4 separate regions of the Mus musculus genome follow, and all the other regions are linked to region 4. Evidence: chromatin contacts called from public Hi-C and promoter capture Hi-C data. All regions are on one chromosome and are shown on one strand. Each heading gives the region's core, a stretch centred on a gene start, on an enhancer-like site or on the middle of the called end of the contact. The rest is flanking DNA. Distances are from core to core; before and after follow the strand shown. Region 1 has its middle 20 kb from the start of Gm32677. Region 2 has its middle 41 kb from the start of Gm32677. Region 3 has its middle 18 kb from the start of Gm32406. Region 4 has its middle 6.0 kb from the start of Gm22045.

What was found. Promoter capture Hi-C pulls out the DNA fragments that hold promoters and counts their contacts. Hi-C and Micro-C count contacts between places; a contact is called where the count stands out from the background.
Region 1: a Hi-C map of liver shows a contact between it and region 4, with 2.3 times the contacts expected there. The contact joins two enhancer-like sites. A contact is called at or near these places in 4 of 39 promoter capture datasets (3T3-L1-derived adipocytes, the HPC-7 cell line, liver and 1 more), 8 of 484 Hi-C or Micro-C datasets (embryonic stem cells, granulocyte-monocyte progenitors, liver and 2 more) and 1 of 115 datasets of contacts at active chromatin or transcription factors (extraembryonic endoderm stem cells).
Region 2: a promoter capture Hi-C map of liver shows a contact between it and region 4. The contact joins two enhancer-like sites. A contact is called at or near these places in 1 of 39 promoter capture datasets (liver), 3 of 484 Hi-C or Micro-C datasets (double positive thymocytes, embryonic stem cells and nephron progenitors) and 1 of 115 datasets of contacts at active chromatin or transcription factors (vascular smooth muscle cells).
Region 3: a contact with region 4 is called in a promoter capture Hi-C map of the C10 cell line. The contact joins two enhancer-like sites. A contact is called at or near these places in 9 of 39 promoter capture datasets (the C10 cell line, the HPC-7 cell line, cranial neural crest and 6 more), 2 of 15 datasets of contacts at CTCF or cohesin (both in embryonic stem cells), 33 of 484 Hi-C or Micro-C datasets (CD4 T cells, the G1E-ER4 cell line, the HL-1 cell line and 13 more), 15 of 115 datasets of contacts at active chromatin or transcription factors (the 230-238 cell line, the SCID.adh cell line, T-cell acute lymphoblastic leukemia and 11 more) and 1 of 9 other capture datasets (embryonic stem cells).

The regions. Positions count from the first base shown.
Region 1 is chr15:96,855,811-96,860,439 of GRCm38.p6, forward strand. No RefSeq gene overlaps it. Among named protein-coding and RNA genes, the nearest start is that of Gm32677, 20 kb to the left of the region's middle. Within about 2 kb of position 2,126, at least 10 of the 459 cell types and tissues checked have an H3K27ac peak or open chromatin away from gene starts, as enhancers often do. A contact at or near this core is called in liver, where this site is marked.
Region 2 is chr15:96,877,087-96,881,856 of GRCm38.p6, forward strand. No RefSeq gene overlaps it. Among named protein-coding and RNA genes, the nearest start is that of Gm32677, 41 kb to the left of the region's middle. Within about 2 kb of position 1,960, at least 20 of the 459 cell types and tissues checked have an H3K27ac peak or open chromatin away from gene starts, as enhancers often do. A contact at or near this core is called in liver, where this site is marked.
Region 3 is chr15:96,522,556-96,527,145 of GRCm38.p6, forward strand. No RefSeq gene overlaps it. Among named protein-coding and RNA genes, the nearest start is that of Gm32406, 18 kb to the left of the region's middle. Within about 2 kb of position 1,771, at least 65 of the 459 cell types and tissues checked have an H3K27ac peak or open chromatin away from gene starts, as enhancers often do.
Region 4 is chr15:96,675,447-96,680,214 of GRCm38.p6, forward strand. No RefSeq gene overlaps it. Among named protein-coding and RNA genes, the nearest start is that of Gm22045, 6.0 kb to the left of the region's middle. Within about 2 kb of position 1,340, at least 14 of the 459 cell types and tissues checked have an H3K27ac peak or open chromatin away from gene starts, as enhancers often do. A contact at or near this core is called in liver, where this site is marked.

The DNA.
Region 1 (4,629 bases), core at 876-3,375, 180 kb after region 4:
ACAGTGAGGTAGCCTCATTCCTTCATCATCTCTGCTGACTTTACCCCCTTGTGAAGATCTGCAGACTTCTGCTGGTCTCCTGTTACACTTCCGATTAATTGGGTTCTTAGAGCCCACATAGGAAGAAGGGTGTAGAGGAAGTCTCTTTTGCTTTCCTCTACAGTAGGGGATAAAGTGGTGGTGAGAGGCCACGTCTGGTAAAAGTCAGGTTATGGGATTGTCTGCTGCTGAAGATGAGTGTGTTCTGGTTCATTCATCCATCTATTCATTAGGTGTTTAGTGAGAACTTACTGTGTGTGACATACTTAGTTAAAGGACAGTGTCTTAGTGTTCTGTTGCTGTGAAGAGACACCATAACCATAGCAACTCTTATAAAAGAAAACATTTGATTAGAGCTTACAGTTTCAGAGCTTTAGTCCATTGATGTCATGGTGGGGAACATGACAGCACACAGGCAAACATGATGCTGGAGAAGTCGCTGAGAGCTACATTCTGATCCACAAGCAGAGAGACTTTGGGTTTGGCACGGACTTCTGAAACTTCAAAGCCCACCTCCAATGACACACTTCCTCCAACAAGGCCACACCTCCTAATCCTTTCAAATAGTGCCACTACCTGGGACCAAGCATTTGAATCTATGAGTCATTCTCATTCAAACCACCACATATGAAACAGAAACAGTCATGGTCTCTAGGACTCCAGAGTATGGGGTGCTGAGGCTATGCCAACGGATAGCTCAGTGTTGTGTAAAAATGCCACAGTTACAGCAGGCAGAGAGTGGTGCAATTCCAGGTGAAGGGGGTGCTGTGGAGGGGTAACAGAGCCAAGATGGTGGATGTTCGAGTTGTAATTAAAGAGCAAATAGAGATATTTGCCTAGAGGACAGTGGGAGAAGTAGTCACGGAAGGGGGTAGCCTGGGCAAAGGGCACAGTCCTAAGGAGGAGCTTGTGGGTAGGGTGTGAGGGGTCATAGGGGGTAATGCTCAATGGTGTCACTGATAGACCCTCACCCTCACTCATGGGGGCAGTTCTGACCCAGAAAAGGGCCTGACTAGACTTTGGTGATTGACAGATGACTCTAGACATCCTGAAGCTGCTGCGCTGGAGGGAGGCGTGCAGAGACTCATGGGTAAGGAGAGCAGATCACCACTGTGACTGTACCACATGTAAGCACACACTGCTCCCTTCGCTGTGGAGTGGGACGGGGCTGCGTAAATGCTGTGTCTACACTGAGCACAGGTCTAAGATGTTCAGTTGGCTCTTTTTTTTTTTTTTTAAGACTGGGTCTTGTGTGGTTACAAGGCTGGCCTTGAACTTGCTGTGTAGGCAAGGATGGCCTTAAACTCATAATCCTCATGTTTCTGCCTCTAGTGTGATGGGATTACAGGCGTACATTTAGGTCTTATGATATAATTCAAAGCCTCAGAAAGCCAGGAAAACCTATTAAGACAAGGGAAGTCAGACACGGAGCAGTTTTTGGTTTCTTTGTGTACACATGTTATTTTTCTACATTCAGGCCAAAAGCTTTCAGGTTATTATTAGCCCATTTGAACATCTCACCAACATAAGGCTAATAACAATGTGAACTTGATTTTACTTTATGCACATTGGTGTTTTGCTTGCATGTATGTCTGTGTGAGGATGTCGGATCCCCTGGAGTTACTGACAGCTGTGAGCTGCCATGTGGGTGCTGAGACTTGAACCCAAGTTCTTTGGAAGAACAGCCAGTTCTCTTAACCACTGAACTATCTCTCCAGCCCCAACAGCGTGAACTTGTGTTAAACCCACTCTAACTGGGATTTAAGGAAGGCATTTCTAAAGGAATTCTCCAACAGGGCAAATGAGAAGGTTCAATTTCACTAAAAACCTGGACTTGATACATACATTTAGTTGTAGTTTTACAAATATGTTTGACAACCAAGCCCTAAAGACACATTTTGACTAAAGATTCCTTTGTCCTCAAAAGAAGGAAGGAAGGGAGGGTGCTGTTAAATCCAGGAGCTATTTTTTTCTGTTTTTGCTCTCACCTTCGCCATTTCTGTGGCTGAGACTCTGAACAGGGAGTGCTGGGGCAGATCCCCTCTAGCAATCCAACCAGGTCAAGGGTAACAGGCAGACAAGGAAAAACAAACATTTAAAGGCAACAATGTTGCAGAAATGAAGCCGGTGGGAGGGGTAAGCCAGACTCTTTTACTTTGACTGTGAGATAACGTCCTAACAGGTGCTGGGACTTAGGTCAACATTATTAATAGAATGGAAATTCTAATGGGAGCAGCAGAGTGATCCTGGGAGCTAAGCACTAAGACCCTGGTAAGGAGCAAATGGTCTCAAATATCCCCTTGTCACAGAAGGGGTCCTCGTCGCCAGCTACACCTCCCTCTCCTACCTCATTTACCTCAGTGTTAGGCATCACTTTATCCTGCCTTGAATGCTGTTTGGTTTAACTGGAATCTACCAACATACTTACCTACCTCGTCCCTCTATTGGGGTTGCTGCTGGTGTAGCATAGAAAGGCCTTTGAAACAAGCTGGTATGTTACTCCAAATATTTCCCAGCATCTAAGGCTTCTAGATAGCAGTTACCCATTGGAATGGCAGGTGAGGAGTGCTGGCTCCCGACAGCTTAGATTTCTGACTCTGCCTCTTAGGCATGTGGCCCAAGGATAGTTCTATCCTTCTCTGTCTGACTTTCTCCCAGCACATGAATGATGAACTTCTGCGGTTGTACTTTGATTTTTTATTTATTTTTGAAACATGGCTTCAGTCTTAGCCCAGGCTGGTAAGAACTCAGTACATAGCACAGGCTGGCTTAGAACTTTTGGCAATCCCTCTGTCTCAACCATTTGAGTTCTGGAATCACAGAGTTGACCCACCTTATCTGGCTTGAATGATGTACTTTTAAAACCCATAAAATGTGACTTCTGTTGTCTACTACTTAATATTGGGCCGCTACTGTTAACATGCGTTCACAGTTTCAAGATTATTACAAATGGGAAACTTCCTCCAGCTCATACCTGTGAGTGGCTCACCTTATTTTAACAGAGTAGAGCCAAGATAGTCTACAGAATCAGCAGTGTGATGGCTGAAGAGACCAAAGAACGAGCCATGGTTAGACTCCCCAATAAATGGTGAAGATGGGAGTGGTTTCTCACATGGCCTGTCAAGTTCACCCAGGACACATGGGTCTTCATTTGGATTAGAAGCATGTGTGTGTGTGTGTGTGTGTGTGTGTGTGTGTGTGTGTGTGTGTGTGTGTGTGTGTATAAGCACTATGAACAACGTGGGTGCACTATGGGCAGTATGGGAGCACTATGAGCAATGTGAGAGCACTATGAGCAATGTGGAAGCACTATGGGACTTGTGAGAGCACTATGGGAAGTATGGGAGTACTATAGACAAAGTGGGAGCACTATGGGATATGTGGGAGTACTATGGGCAATGATACACACGCAGGAGGGCAGCTTTCAAGGTGGATTGTTCTGGAAGGAGAAAGTGAATGAAAGCTGGGAGGGACTGGTGAGACTGTGGTGCTAAGCCCTGAACACTGTGCTAAAGGAGCTGGATAAGGTTCAGAAAGTAATGGTTCAGCCCCTGAAGAAACTATTGAAACTATTTAGGGCAGCACAGGGGCATATTTCTGTTTTAGAAAATCCACATCAATGGGGAACCTGCTGGATGGTAGGGATCGAAGGAGGAGATAAGAGCAGAGTTAAAAGGCTTTAATGCTATTTTAAGGGAAAACACGATATGGGCCTGAGTGATTACAGCAGAGACAGGGAGGGAAGATTGACCACGGCTGTGTCCATTGGACAAGGTCATCAGACTGAAGATCACATCCACTCTAGAGAAAAAGGAGAAACAATGTCTAAGGCATGTGCCTACTCTGAGCAACTAGATAATATTAGGAAGCAGACACACAGTGTCTCACTCAAAGAAATTCACTGTTGAACAGGAGAGGGACAAACAATTTTTTAAAAGAGCGCACAGCATGGATTAGGATTGGGGAATTTTCAAGCCTGTGTTACGTCTGTGGCAGTCTGCAGAGTGCTTTGCACATGCCTTTCCTCTGTATGTTTATGCCAATCTGTAAACATAGCCTCTCCCAGTCATCACCTGTGAGTGGGTATGGAGCCTTGGCAGGATTTTTGAGGCCCTAAGTGACTTTCCCTCTGGATTTAGCTTTCTTATATATATTATATATTTTGAAGCCCAAGGAGCTACATCAAAAATTCATCCTTTCCTTTACAAAATGTAACCTCTTATTCCAAAGAAGAGGCGCGTGCAAACCGTCACTAGTCATTTGTCCACAAAGAGTCCCTGTCTTGGGTCTGGTCTTGTGCACAGGACAAGGAACGGATGAAATTTCTGTTATCAGGGAGAAGGGAAAAGAAGTACAGACTACATGGGGTTAACCATTATGGAATATTGTTGGAAAATCAGTTCAGATGACTTAGTAAGTTTTAGGCAGATAGAAACTTAATTCATAAGGGTTTTGTTTGTTTGTTTGTTTTTGGGTTTTTTTTTTTCTTGTTTTTTGTTTTTTTGAGACAGGGCTTCTCTGTATAGCCCTGGCTGTCCTGGAACTCACTTTGTAGACCAGGCTGGCCCCGAACTTAGAAATCTGCCTGCC
Region 2 (4,770 bases), core at 710-3,209, 200 kb after region 4:
GCCAGCGGCTTGTTGGAGGCTTGGGTTCTCAGGAAAGCCATGGAAGGATGGTTGAACCAAGGAGAAAGTCGAGGCCAGCTGACACTCTGTTGTATTTAAGAAGCTTGAAAATGTGCTTCCTTATTAAGGGAGAAAGTAGGAGTGGAAATTTTTATTCTCTAGCACTGCGCTTTCTGTCCAAACGTTAATTATTTGTGGCACACGAGGCTGCTGGCATTTTGTGATATAAACACACCAGTCAGTGAGCCTGCACTTGGATTTTTTTTTTTAAAGTCAAGTTGAAGCTGGTCAACTTTGTGTCAAGTATAGCAAACAGATCTCTGGAATCTGGCGATGGTTTCGAAACCATTTCATGCGCATGAATTTAATTTACTGAGGCATAATTGTAGGCTGCCTCTCTAGCATCTGCCATGCAGCAGAGGGGGGCGTGTGTGTGGAAATCTCTTCAGGAAGCAGTATGGCAGTGTGAGGCTTGTAGACTGGTACCTACGTGTTTAAAGAGGCCACATTTTTGGGCTTGTCATCGCTTATGAATAATAGCCACGGTATATTGTAAAGTCCATACCATTGGCCGACTGCTCCAACTTGTTTTCTAATGAGTCTGAGGTTTAATTTGTTTACATTGCTTCAGTGGATGCCCTGGCATTGATAGAGAGGAATAACGCACATAAAGGAAGAGAAAAACTGAAGGCAGAAAGACAAAGGGAGGCAGACTGTCCGGGTCCTTGTCACCGGGAAGCCTCCTGTGCTGTTTCTGACCTACATGCAGGGAACTGACAGTGGTGTTGAGGGAAGTGCTCAAGGAGAAGTTATTTGTTGGAACAATCCCTGTATGGTATGTCTTAGCATTCGAGAATCTTCTAGAAGACACTTGGAGTATACAAACAGGAGAAGCGCTTGACTACTGATCGGCATTTAGCCACAACTATGCCAGTCTCCTAGTCATGGGGAAGACTGACTGCCAAGTTCCAGGCCGGTTCTACCCCCGGTCGAGTCCTTACATGCTTCTGTGAAGCTTAGGCAAGATTTCATTTTCTCATGATTCATAGAGCTCACTGTTCGATGGCACACGATATATATTCCCCTCAAGGAGAAGATGACACAGCCCAACAGGTTTCATGGAAATCCAGAATGGGAGTCACATATTAAGCAGTCTTAATCCAAGCAATTGTTACTAAATTTGTAATGGTGTAACTTTGTAGACATGGACATCCTGCTGTTGGGTTTCTAAACTTTGTTCTCAGAAGTCTGCCTCTGTCCTATGCTTGTCCACCTTTACCCAGCAGAGCTGTGTGTGAGATAGGGGTGGGGGTGGGGGAATGGGGTGGATTCATGCTTTTCTTTTTTTTTAAAGATTTATTTATTTTATTTTATGTATATGAGTACACTATAGATGTACAGATGATTGTGGGCCACCTCCATGTGGTTGTTGGGAGTTGAGTTTTTAGGACCTCTGCTCTCTCTGGTCGAACCCGCTCGCTCAGTCCCTGATCGCTCCAGCCCAAAGATTGATTTATTATTACACATAAGTACATCATAGCTGTCTCCAGATGCACCAGAAGAGGGTGTCGGATCTCATTACGGATGGTTGTGAGCCACCATGTGGTCGCTGGGATTTGAACTCCAGATCTTCAGAAGAGCAGTCAGTGCTCTTAACCGCTGAGCCATCTCTCCAGCCTGGATTTCTGCTTTTCATGTTAATCTGTACGAAAATTCACCTTCATAAAGTCTGTTTCCTCCTCCTCTTCCCTTTCCTCTTCTGGCATCAGGCTCTGAGAGCATTCATTCATCCTTGTGTGCCTGCAAGCTCATTATTTATTTCTTCCAGACTGTCACCATTCACAAAATCTCGAGGGTGACGTAAGCAAATTCACTGAATCACTGGTGAAAACCGGTGTAGAAAGCAGGGCAAAGGGAAGCCTGTGGCACGCCTCTGGTGCCTGCCCTTCTGGAACCTTCTCTCTGTGGGTGCAGTTGTTGAACAGCTTAAAGATCATTTATTCAAGAAACACTGGCTGCTGCCTGAACTGGGCTTTGTGGAAGGAAGCTGACCTTGTCCCTGAATCTAAATAGCCCTAAGGAGCAAGGCAGACAAGCCCAGTCACAGCCTCTTCACAGCTCCTTTTGGTTTGCTGACAACTATATGTTCTGACATGGAGGTTTATTAAATTAAAAATAACTTATAGCAAAACATAGATGAAATAAAAGCAAAAGGTATTTGGTGAACATTTTACAGTTTAGGCCACTTGGGAGCTTACACATGAAAAAACAACATTGAATGACCCCCAAAGACAAAAATTCTGTTCTTTTTTTCTTTAGATATTATCTTACTGTATAGGCCAAGCTAGCCTATAACTCACAGTCCTCCTGAGTCAGCCTCTGAGATGCCGGAATTACAGGTGCATGCCATGACGCTCGGCTTCTCTATTTACTCTTGAAGAGTTTCAAGTGCCCAAGAAATACCTCATCTATGTTTGAGGGGGACGAGCAGGCGATGACTGGAGAGGAGACAAGGCAAAGACTGACATAAATGGTTTGTTTATCTACCTGGCTGCATTCCTTATTTCAATCTGTCAATCTCTGGGTCCACGTCAGGTACTCTATGCTGATTTGGATCGAAATAAATAAACTGTGAGTGAAGCAAGACCAAAGTATTAATATTAATAGCAAAAAATATCCACTTTGTGCTATTAATATTTCAAAAATATTAGAAACAGATCATTAAATTACCTAAAAAATCCTACTACAATTTGGACTATAGCTGCATTAAAATATTGGCTTTCCCAATTCAATATTGTATTTTGTTGCTTTTTGTTAATACTTGTTTACTGCATATGAATTTACGCATGTGAAGGCCACTTGTGAAGGCCAGTCTTCTACTATATGGGTCTTAGAAATAGAAATTGTGTCGTCACGCCTCTTAGCAAGTGCCTTTACCTGCTGAGCTATCTCCCTGGCTCCCATATCAGTATTTTGACCAGGAACGTGATATAATACTCATGTCATTGCCGAACAGAGGAGAAGCCATGCCGTCTTTGGGACTGTGTAACTAAGAGAAGCCATGCCGTCTTTGGGACTGTGGTGGCCATGTCTGCATAGGAGAGGAAAAGCAGACACGGTAGGACAATCATTCAGTTGTGCAACTGGTGTTTGAAGTGTCCACGTGATATCAAGCAGAGATGGTACTGATCTGGGTGTTGGCACTGAGACTAGAAGACCAGGCCAGCCAGCCTTCCTGTCTGGCCTGTTGGTGTCTCTGGAAGTACGGACAGGCTCATAGCAAGAACAGATAGAACACGGTGAATGAGCTTGCATGTGCTTGCCCTCATTTGCTTTCTGTGGCTGTGATAAACACCATGACCAGACGCGACTTGGGCGAGGAAAGGGTTTGATCGTCTCACACTTCCACTGCACATTCCGTCACTGGGTAAATTCAAGCAGGAACCTTTGCAGAGAGAGACTATGGAGGGATGCTGCTTACTGCCTTCCACCCAGGTTCATGCTTAGATTCTTTTCCTATACAGCCCAGTCTCATCTGTCTAGGGATGGTGTTGCCCACAGTGGGCTAGGCTCTCTTCCATAATTTGCCATCAAGAAAATGCCCCCACAAACATGCCGACAGGCCAAGGGGATGGAGGCAGCTCTTCAACTGAGGTTCCTTCCCGAGTGTGTCAAATTTACAAGTTCAGGCCTCGTAGTGCTGATTTGAAACTTTCCTACAGTTTTCTCTTGCTGTTGTTGTTGTTGTTGATAGTGACACAGTTGTGGGAAAATAAAGCTTACCACTAGAGCCATTGTAACCGGTATGTCACAGCCATGGTGAGTACGTGTACACAGTTGTGTGCTATTACAGCCGTCTCCAGAGGCACACACATATTCAGCATACAGCTGCATATTTTGCTTGCAGAAATACATTTTCAAATCTTCTCCCAGTTCTCAATCAGCACACACTAGTCCCGCCCCCCCCCTGCCCCCCATCACACTGTAAAGACTTTTCAAGCCGTCTGGAGAGTCAACGGCTTGTTGCTACTCTGTTCTGCTCAAATGTGGGGGTTCCACGGGCTACGTGAAAGGTGTGTCATCGGGGTCTATCTGCCCTTCAAAACAGAAAGGGCTTTGTAAAGGCTGGGGCAATCTATTCTCCCACATCTTATAAACTGTAGAGAGAACTCTATTTATTTTTTATTATTTGCAGTAAACAATTTCCTTTTGGAAACCAGCCCATGAAAACAAAACAAAACAAGCAAACAAACAAAAAAACACAAAAAACAAAACCGAATTAAAATATGGTCCAGCAGAACTAGGTCCAGCCACATCTGGCACGGATCTAACTCTGCCTTTGTCTAGCTGTGCGCCTGAGGTAACATCCCCACAAACTAAATAGTGTTTGTGGGCTGCTTCCACATTCACAACTATTTCTGTACTGCCTTGAAAGTTCTCTGGCGACTCTCAGACTCTTGTCTTGTTTACAAAAATACCAGATAAATATATACAAATTTTAGTTGCTTTTTTTTTCTTCAGGATATATTCAGCATTAAACTGAGGACACAGAAAGGTGTAGGCTTTAGCCTGTGGTTTGAGTCCTCCGGCCCTCACAGCTGAGTGAGCTCCCACTGCCTTGCTGAAGGCTTCTACCCACCCACAGCCCCCATGGAAGAGCCACTGCTGTGTGCTTATCCAACTCTTTAATTTGGGAAGTGAAGTGAGAAGGAATGTGGACTTTCTATTTCGTGACATTTTTGTGGTGGCATAGATATTTTCATGAAGTCT
Region 3 (4,590 bases), core at 521-3,020, 150 kb before region 4:
ATCCCCAGACCTGATCCCCATGGTCGACGCCACCCAGACTCACTGGATTAACTGGGGACCCTTAAAAGATCACTACTGTTCCATTTCTCTCGAAGCTCTTCTTCTCCTATCAGCTGATGTGACCAACACCCATACAGCAGACAACTGTCGGGTCTGGGTTCAGACACGATGCACCTAACCCTCAAGAGCCTGGAGGCCCCAGGGAGTTTAGAGGTCTTGTGGGGTGGAGGAAGGGGAGTAGGGACATCCACGTGGAGACAGGGGGCCAGGGAGGAGGTATGGGATGTGGAACAGTCAGAGGGTGGACTGGGAGGGGAATAAAATCTGGAGTGTAAATAAATAAATAAATAAATAAATAAATAAATAAATAAATAAATGATTTTTTAAAAAAACGTTCTTCCTCTCCTCGCCCCTGCCACACCACCTGCCCCAGGTGTCCCTTATCCTCACCCCTGCCCTCACCACCTGCCCCGAGGGTCCCTTATCCTCATCCCTGCCACACCACCTGCCCTGAGTATCCCAGAGTAAGGGCCGCTCTCTCTCTGAGCTCCCAACATGTCCGCTCCCTTACATTCTGGTTTCTCACCTCAGCACAACATGGGCATCGTATTGGCACGTTTGTTTGGGCGCTACTTGTCTAAAGGCTGTTTCTCCGCTAGCCTGTAAGCCCCAAGGGAAAGGGCAGAGCTGTGTTATTTAGTTCACATGTGTATGCTCACGGCCTTGCATGTAGGACACCATCAATGCCTGTTGAACAAATGCTTAGGGGGGAAAAAAGGCTTTCCTTTCTTGAGGCGGGGGTCTCTGCTTAGGCTAGTCTTCCCGTTCTAGCCTCCCACGTGCTGGGAGTACGGGTTCTGACCACATCTGGTGAAAAATAGGGTCCGTTTAAGTTTGAACTATGAAGACTGTAGGGGTTATTTTAAAAGGAATTTTAAATTTGGTATGTTTTAGGACTCTTTTCTTTAGGGAAGGAAAAATAACTATCACTGACACTCTGATGAGTATATTTATAACTTCAGGAGGTCGGGTGTCGCAAAAGAGTTGATATATACCACTTATACCAAGTGTGCTGGCACACGCCTTTGATTGAAGTATGCCCGAGGCAGAGACAGGCAAGCTCTGTGAGTTCAAGGCCTGCTGGGGCTACAAAGTGATACAGAAGAGTGGGTGATACAAAGCAGCACCCACTTGTGTCATTGATCTCTCTGGAGGTAAATGACGTCAGTGAGCCCTGGAGGCTCTGCGCATCATGCAGTGGTCCCATCAGTGACGGCAGAAGTAGAAGCTGCATTTAGCATTTACTGCTGCTACATGTTGCATTTAGCATTTACTATGCTGCTACATGTTGCATTTAGCATTTACTGTGCTGCTACATGTTGCATTTAGCATTTACTATGCTGCTACATGTTGCATTTAGCATTTACTATGCTGCTACATGTTGCATTTAGCATTTACTATGCTGCTACATGTTGGGTGATTCTCCTGCCTCCTCTGCTTGTTCTTCTGGTTAAAAAGGTAGATTTATTATTATTATTATTATTATTATTATTATTGGGGGGAAGAGGAGGGGGAGATGGAAGAGGAGGGAGTGGAGGAGGAGGGGGAGGAGGAGGAAGAGGAGGGAGTGGAGGAGGAGGGGGAGGAGGAGGCTGTTGTCATTACCTCAACCTGACTGGCACAGAGGGACCAGTATAGATCCCCAGCTGACTTCTTGCAGTGTTCTGATTAGTTCTGGCCCTAAAGCTGCTTTTTCTTCCGCGACTCATCCCACGTATGCTCGCTTAGTCACATGGGTACAAGACATTGTTTAGGGAGACATTCCAACACAGCCCAGCTTTCAATAGCCTGTCAATCAAGTTGCCCTTGCTGGAAGCATTCCTTAGATAAGGACCTCTCTCCTCTATGCCTTTGTTAGCATGTTTGCCTGGAGATCTGCCATCCCCGGCTTTCAAGGAGGTTTGAGTAGGCTCTTTCCCCTTCTTTCTTCCCAGACTTTCCTCAGCAAGAGGTGGGTGTTGGGTGACAGGCCTGCTGCGGCCTTCTCATCTGCAGGGTAGCACAGATGGCAAACATCAGGGTGGGGACTCATGCCCAGCTCTGCCTTACTTGCAAGGCCGCTCTTCCCGGCACGCTACCCTCCACCCCCTCTCTGACTTAGAGCAGAGCAGTAGCTGTCTTTCTATGTTCTGCTTGTTGTTCGTTTGGTTGGTTTGGTTTTTCAACACAGGGTTTCTCCGTGTAGCCCAGGCTGTCCTGGAACTCACTCTGTAGACCAGGCTGGTCTCAAACTCAAGAGATCCACCTGCCTCTGCATCCCGAGTGCTGGGATTAATGGTGCACCCCACCACCGCCCTGCTGCATCTCTGATTTTAATTGGTGTTGTTAGCATTATCTGTCTGGCTGCTGGGCACAGTCCTTGGGCAGTTTTGCTGCTGTATCAGCCCGAAGGTCTGCAGTTTTAAGAACCTGAGACAGTGAGAAGAAAGCTCGTAGGAAAGGAAGGCACGGTTTGAACTGCAAGGTGGTACGGGTGAGACTTCAGCAGACGGCCGAGTTGGTGCTGAATGCACTCGATAATTTCAATAGAGATAACACGGTAGCCTCTTAATGCGTGTTGCAGAATTGGAATGTAGTCACCAAAATTCAAGTGTTCGAAACTTCCCCAGTGCAGCAGAGGTGAGAAACGAGCCAAACAGGAAGTGTTTGTTTCACTGAGTGTTGTAGAGAAAGGATCTCTTGTAAGCATCACCTGTCAATAAAAAAAAAAAAAAGAAAAACACAAAAAGACCAACAAACAAACAAACAAACAAACAAACAAATAGGAGGTGGGGCACTGGCAGGAAGAGAGAGGATTCTGGGAAATAGTGAGTGTATAAAAGAGAGAGTCAAGAGACCATGGAGACAGACCACAGAGAGGGGTCTAAACCAGCAGATTAGATGAACTCAGGGAGACACGTGAAGAAAGAAGGGGGCTGGGACTGAAAGAGAGGTAACTAACCAACTGGTAGACATAGAATAGTTTAAATGGTTAACTAAGTCACAAGCTACTCAGAGAATGAGTCAAAACTTACGGCCTAGGAATTTAATAATAACTAATTAGTCGTGGAGTCTTCTTTCCAGGAGCTAGGAAAGGAAAAATGGATTTTATTATTATTTTTTGCGTGGTGTCCACCTAATTAATATTAAGAAGACTTGGATTTTATTAAAATTTTACAGGGTGTCTCCCTATTAATAGTAAAAAGGGCTTTTTGTTATTTGTTTATATAGTACTAGAGGTCAAACCCTGGGGCCACTGAGCTATGACCCAGGCTCCTCTACCCTAATAAAGGACAATTGTCGCTATAAAAGGGTGAGCGGTATGTTTTCTTGTTTGTGGTTTTGTCTTCTCTTACCCCGTCTGCCTTCCGCCATGGGGAGAGGCCATGAGAAAGTTCTTACCTGATACTGCCGGCTCCAGTCTTGGTCTCCCCTGTCTTCACAATGAAGAAAAAAATAAATGTATATTTTTTTAATGGATTCTCAGCCTCTGTTAACTCTTTACAACAGAACAAAACAGACAAAAGCACACGTTGATATTTAGACTTATTTTTCAGGAACCATTGTTAGCAGCGAGGTGTACCCTGTGAGAAATAGCTACGTGCTCCTTGTTCGCCCTGAACTGTGGGTCTTCCCCGAGGACGGTTGGCAACCAGCCGAGGAAGACACATTCCCAGGGCAGAAGTAAGCAAATGCTATAGATGAGAGCGTGCTCTCTTCTCAGAAAGCTGGCTGCGGGGCGTTTGCCAATCTGCCAATATTGATGGGGAGATCTATGACACTTTCTGCTTCCTGTACGCAGAGATCACGTGCCTGCCACACGAGAGGATCTGGTAAAGAACCAACACATCAAACCGGAACAGACCGGATTCCTGTAAGGAGCAATAAATAATGTTCCTTCCCCCCACCCCACCCCCACCCCTGAACTGGAAGATAGAAAATCAATATCTCAACTTAATTACTAATAAACTCAATCAGAAGTTGCAACATGGAACCGGGCTAAATGGGTTCCCTCATTCCTTGCTGCTGAGAGGAATAAGCTCATGTGATCACTGGCTGCACTGGACCATGACAGGTTCTGGGTCTCTTTCACACATGTCTTTTCTTGCATGTTGGAGTAGAGAACGTGTTTGTCCTGACACACTCACCGCCAAGCCGTTCTGAGTGACAGGGGTTTTGAAACAGACCCAGAAGCAGAGGCTGTTCCCTGCATGTTTCCTTCCTACTTTGGCGTCGCAACTGAGCAGCAGTCCCTTGACAGATGATGATGGTGGTGGTGGTGGTGAGGAGGAGGAGGAGGGAGAGGAGGAGGGAGAAGAGGAGGAGGAGGAAGAGGAGAAACGGCTCATCCCCTTTCTTCCCGAAAAGATTCCAGAAAAGGTTCCTGGCGTCTGCAATATGCAAAGCTGCTATTTTATGGGCCAGGGTGGAAGCCCGAGTTGTATTGGGCGACGAGTTACCCACAGTGCTCTGTTCTAATCTCTTTCCACTGGATGATCTTTGATCACACCAGCTGTTTAGTTTTATGCTACTGCTGGGGGCAATGGTGAG
Region 4 (4,768 bases), core at 90-2,589:
GCCTGGTCTACAGAGTAAGTTCCAGGACAGCCAAAGCTACACAGAGAAACCCTGTCACAAAAAAAAAAAAAAAAAAAAAAAAAAAAAAAAAAACCAACCAACCAATCAACTAACCTACCAAATAAAATGAAAGATGTGGCTCTTGAACTTAAATTAGTCCCTAAGTAATTGCTACTAAAAGGGAGTGGGGTGGGGTGGGAAGGCGAAACCAAAGGGAGATTGGGGAAATCCGTGAATCCCTGGGGAGAATGATATGATGGCTGTACTTTAATTCCTAAACGAGTAAATCATGTAAACACGTAACAAGCAGAAGGAAAGATAACCAGCAGGTAGCAGACGCACAGAAGCAGCAAGCGCACAGTAAAACCTCGTCACGTCGGCGCTTACGCCATCTAGCAGAAATGCCTGGGCTGTTTTCCTGGAGTTCCCACAAGGGGTTTCCAGAAAGACCAGTGTTCCCTTCATAGCTGTTCACCATTAGCTGTTTGCTTTCTCCTTTCTCCCAGACACAGCCGTGGGGGGCAGAGTGCCCCAGGACAAGGCCTCGGAAACACAGAAGATAAACACGAGTCTGAGATCTTGCCCTTGGCGTCAGCTCTCCACACGGGTAAACGGCATGTGGTATTTATCCGTACTTTATATTACAATTAAGGACAAATGAAACCCTATGTGCAGCTAAAGCTTTTAAAGTGTGCATAGTGACATTATCCATAAAGGCTAACATGTAAATGCCTCTTGACTGATGGGCAACAGCAAACAAATTAAACACAGCCGCACAGCCACACGAGGAATCTTGAGAACACTGTGTTTAAGTGAAGTAAGTTCTCTGGAACGGTGAAGATCTATACCTATTAACAGTTGCATTATGCCACACTTACACCAAAGCCCACTGAGCTGTACTCTTTAAATCATTGAACCGAACGGTATATACTGTATGTCCCAAAGCAACTGTGAAGGTGGCTATTGGCAGAAGGGACTCACTGGATTCAGATGACAAGAGTCCTGAGTTTTTGAGAGTTAAGCTGACTAATGGCTCTACTGGCCTAGAAACAGAGAACTGTTCAGAACTGAAAGCAGCTCTCGACCCAGCCTCTGAGTAAGGGATCCTGCTAAGCAATCGTCCTAAGCCACAATAAGGGCATATTTACAATTCCCGTGTCTAATGAAGCCAAGTGCATATCAGGAAAAACAGTCGTGCTGAGTGTTTGCTCAAGGGCTGTGAAAATAAGTGGTCTGAGGAGTCTCCTGTGGAGGAGGGACAGAGTGAGGACTCAAGAAATATGCCCTACCTCGTGGTGACCAGCCTTCCTGCAGTTGGCCTGGCAGGATTTTTGGCATGGTGCCAACGCTGACTTCCAAAGCGAGCATTTGAAATCTTCGTGCTGCCCTTGGCTCACGCGTGTATAGTAGTCTATCAAGGGCTGGAAACCTTTCTTTTGTTTCTCAGGACCTGGAGAAGTATTAGATCCAAATCTCATGACATATTATAAGATTTTTATCTTAGGTTTTCTTTCTTTTCTTTTCTTTTCTTTTTTCTCTCTTCTCTTCTCTCCTCTCCTTTTCTTTCTCCTCTCCTCCTCCTTCTTCTCTCTCTATCTCTCTCTTTCTCTCTCCTCTCTCACCTCTCTCTCTTTCTCTCTCACCCCTCTCTCTCTCTCTCACCTCTCTCTTTATTATCCCCTCTGGCTTTCCAAGCTATGCTCAGCAAAGACATAGGCTTTATCTTCCTGTCCAGAGAGTATCCATCTTCCCCTTGAATTATACTGTCAAGTCTAAGAAGCTGAAGATAGCTATTATTCGATGGTCATTGTCAGGATGGCTATAAAGGAAAGAGGAAAGGAAACAGGTGCTGCTGGGGAGATGGGGAGGTTGTGGCTCTCCTGCATCCCTGGTACACACGAGCGATGCTGCTGCTGCAGAAAGCAACTCAGCAGTTTCTCAGCCCTGTGGAGTGGTGTTGCCCAAACTAGGAGCTGATCTCAGCGGACTCATTAATGTTCTCTGGTGTATCCCTTGCTGACACACCCATGTGTATTCTACACTAATCTAATTAAATGAATAATCAAGACTGACCAACACAGTCCACTGTAGGTCAACTTGATATCCAAATGCATCTTAAACCATGGCCTCCACCTCTGACCCCCCTCAAGGCTCACGAAGCAAACGAACCCCAATTCTGAGTCCTTATGATTTTTACAGTTCTAACACTGCTTAAAATCAAGGCTTCTCTGGAGTTTGCAGGACAAGCCTTTGTTTGCTTTTGTTACTTGGGACAGGGTCTCGGTATGTAGCCTAGGCTAGCCTTGAGCTACAATCTTCCTGCCTCACCTTTTCAAGTACTAGGACTATAGGCATGCAATACCATGTGTGGCAAAGCCAAGTCTTACCTGTGAGCCTCTGTTAAATTTAAAAGTGGAGCTACATGCTTCCTACAGCAATGGTACAAAGTAGACCTTTCCCTTCCAAAGGGGGAGAAGAGGAGAATCCTAAAGGAGGAATGACCCAAAGCAAGACTAAAGACCAGAGGGAAATACACTAAATCTCGTGGTTCCATGTTTTGGCATCCAGGACATATTGTGGAATAGGTACCCAAGGCTGGCCATTCCTGATTGAAGTCTACACGGCCTATTATTGTGGCCTGGCTCTGTTGACCACCCAGAGTTTCCTCTAGCAAACATTCCACGTTCTGACATCTTTAGCTGCCTGGCTGTAGGAATCCTGGGCTTGTTACACGTGGGCTGGTCCAGCCTTTGCTTTGAAATCTTGGTAGAGGGCATGGCAGCCCCAGAGCTCTTGTATTTTAGATTTCTGCACAGCCAGTATCCTATGGATAACATCAAGGTCTGCCATCAACTCGGGCTTCTTAGAACACAGTTGCCATAGTGTCTGAGGACCCAATGGCTAAGCACATGGAAACATCTCCCTTGTGGCCCTGTGTGCTGAGTACTTAAGAGTTATTGTTCCATGCTAGAGACTGAGACAAGTCAAGTTCCAGACATTCTTGACATGAGAAAACCTTTCCATTCTTAAAACTGGGGACAGGTAGAGCCCCAGCAATTCCTGGGATGTTAACATTTTTCCTCCTCTTGGAGTCAAGAAGGGTGAAGTCCCAACAATCCCCAAGACATGGACAAGGCTTCCATAGTCTCTGTTACACTGGGAAACAGTACTTGCCTTCTTTTTAATGGTTTTAAATTTTTTCCAAGCAGTGCCCTCCTTAGTCTCAATTTTTCAAATGCTCCTTTTCTAGGCAAAATATAAGCTTTTTTGTATATTTATGTTCTATGTTTTTCTTCCAAATTCTCACTGTAAATTTGTGTAACTTGTGTAAAACAATAGCCACTCCACTGCCTGAATGCCAGAGTGCCTTGAAATTTTTCCTTTGCCAGATCAATAAACCTTTTATTTGATTGATTGATTGATTGGTTGGTTGGTTGGTTGGTTGACTGATTGGTTGTTCATTTAGCCAGTTTTTCAAAGACGGGGTCTTGCTAACTAGTCCAGGCTTGCCATTAGCCTAGGAGCCTTTTGTCTCAACCTTCCAGGAGCTGGGGTCACAGGTGTGTGCCACCACGCTCAGATTAGTCTGTGCCATTTAAACTCGGCCTCACAGTCGCAGGACAGAGAGGAAATGCAGACAATCATTTGTCTTGTTCCCAAGTCCTAGCAGGCACGACCTCTTATCTAATTCCCACGAGAACCCTGCTCCCTGAATCCCTGCTCCCTGCGATCTTTCCCGTCTGTGTTCCTGTAGGTATCGTGCTCCCGGCTCCCACAGAATCGCTCACTCTCCAAGTTCTGCTTAAAACAGCTTGAGCTTCTATCCAGCCTGTTTTCTGCAAACTTATCAACATCTTTCTATCTAACCTTTTCCAACCCTGAGCACTTGGTCAGGTGATTCCAGGAACCGCCTCTCTGTGCTAGCTTCTGTGATTGTCACTTTCCTGTTGCCTCGACAGAAATCTGAGGACAAAGTACCAAAAAAAAAAAAAAAAAAAAAAAGCAGGCAGGAAGATTTTGCTTTAGCTTAGTTCCCGAGGCATGAACGGGGTGTTTCAAGTAATCACATGACAAGGTCACGTTAGTGTTTAGTTTTCAGAGCAGGGCCCCACCTTGTACCACAGGCTAGTCCTCCACTCATGATCCTCCTGCCTCAACCTATTAAAGGTTCTGGGAATCACAAGGTGCATCACCATGCCAGGCAAGCCGGTCCCTTTAATACGAGAGCAGGACAGGAAACAGCTCTGAGACACTGAGGCACACCCTAACATACCAGTCCGTGTCAGGTCTCCTTCATCTTCTATATTCAGTGTGGTCTCTTCTCTAACTGAACTACACTGAGACTTTCGAATGGTTCCTAAATGAGCAGCTATTCAGCATCTCAGACGAACCTGCCGCTTTCATAGCACCCTTGGGACAAGAGACCAACTTTGGAATTTGGGAATGGAAAACACCTGTCTTCCTCCATGCCTGGGTGCAGGGAACTGATGAACTCAGGGTCCCACAAGCTTACATGCACCCCATCTTGTCAGACAGACTAGAGGAGGGGTGGATAGAGACAAACGTTTACTGGCACATGTTAGGTCAAACTGTATGAAACTTCATTTTACAGTGAAGGAAACCATAGATAGGAAATTGTCAGCTTTCTGTGGGTCTGTGTTTTACAGCTGTGTCAGGATTGCTTTTGTGGACCTTAGGCATACACATGTAGATGTACACATGTAGACGTACACATGTAGACGTACACATGTAGACGGACACATGTAGA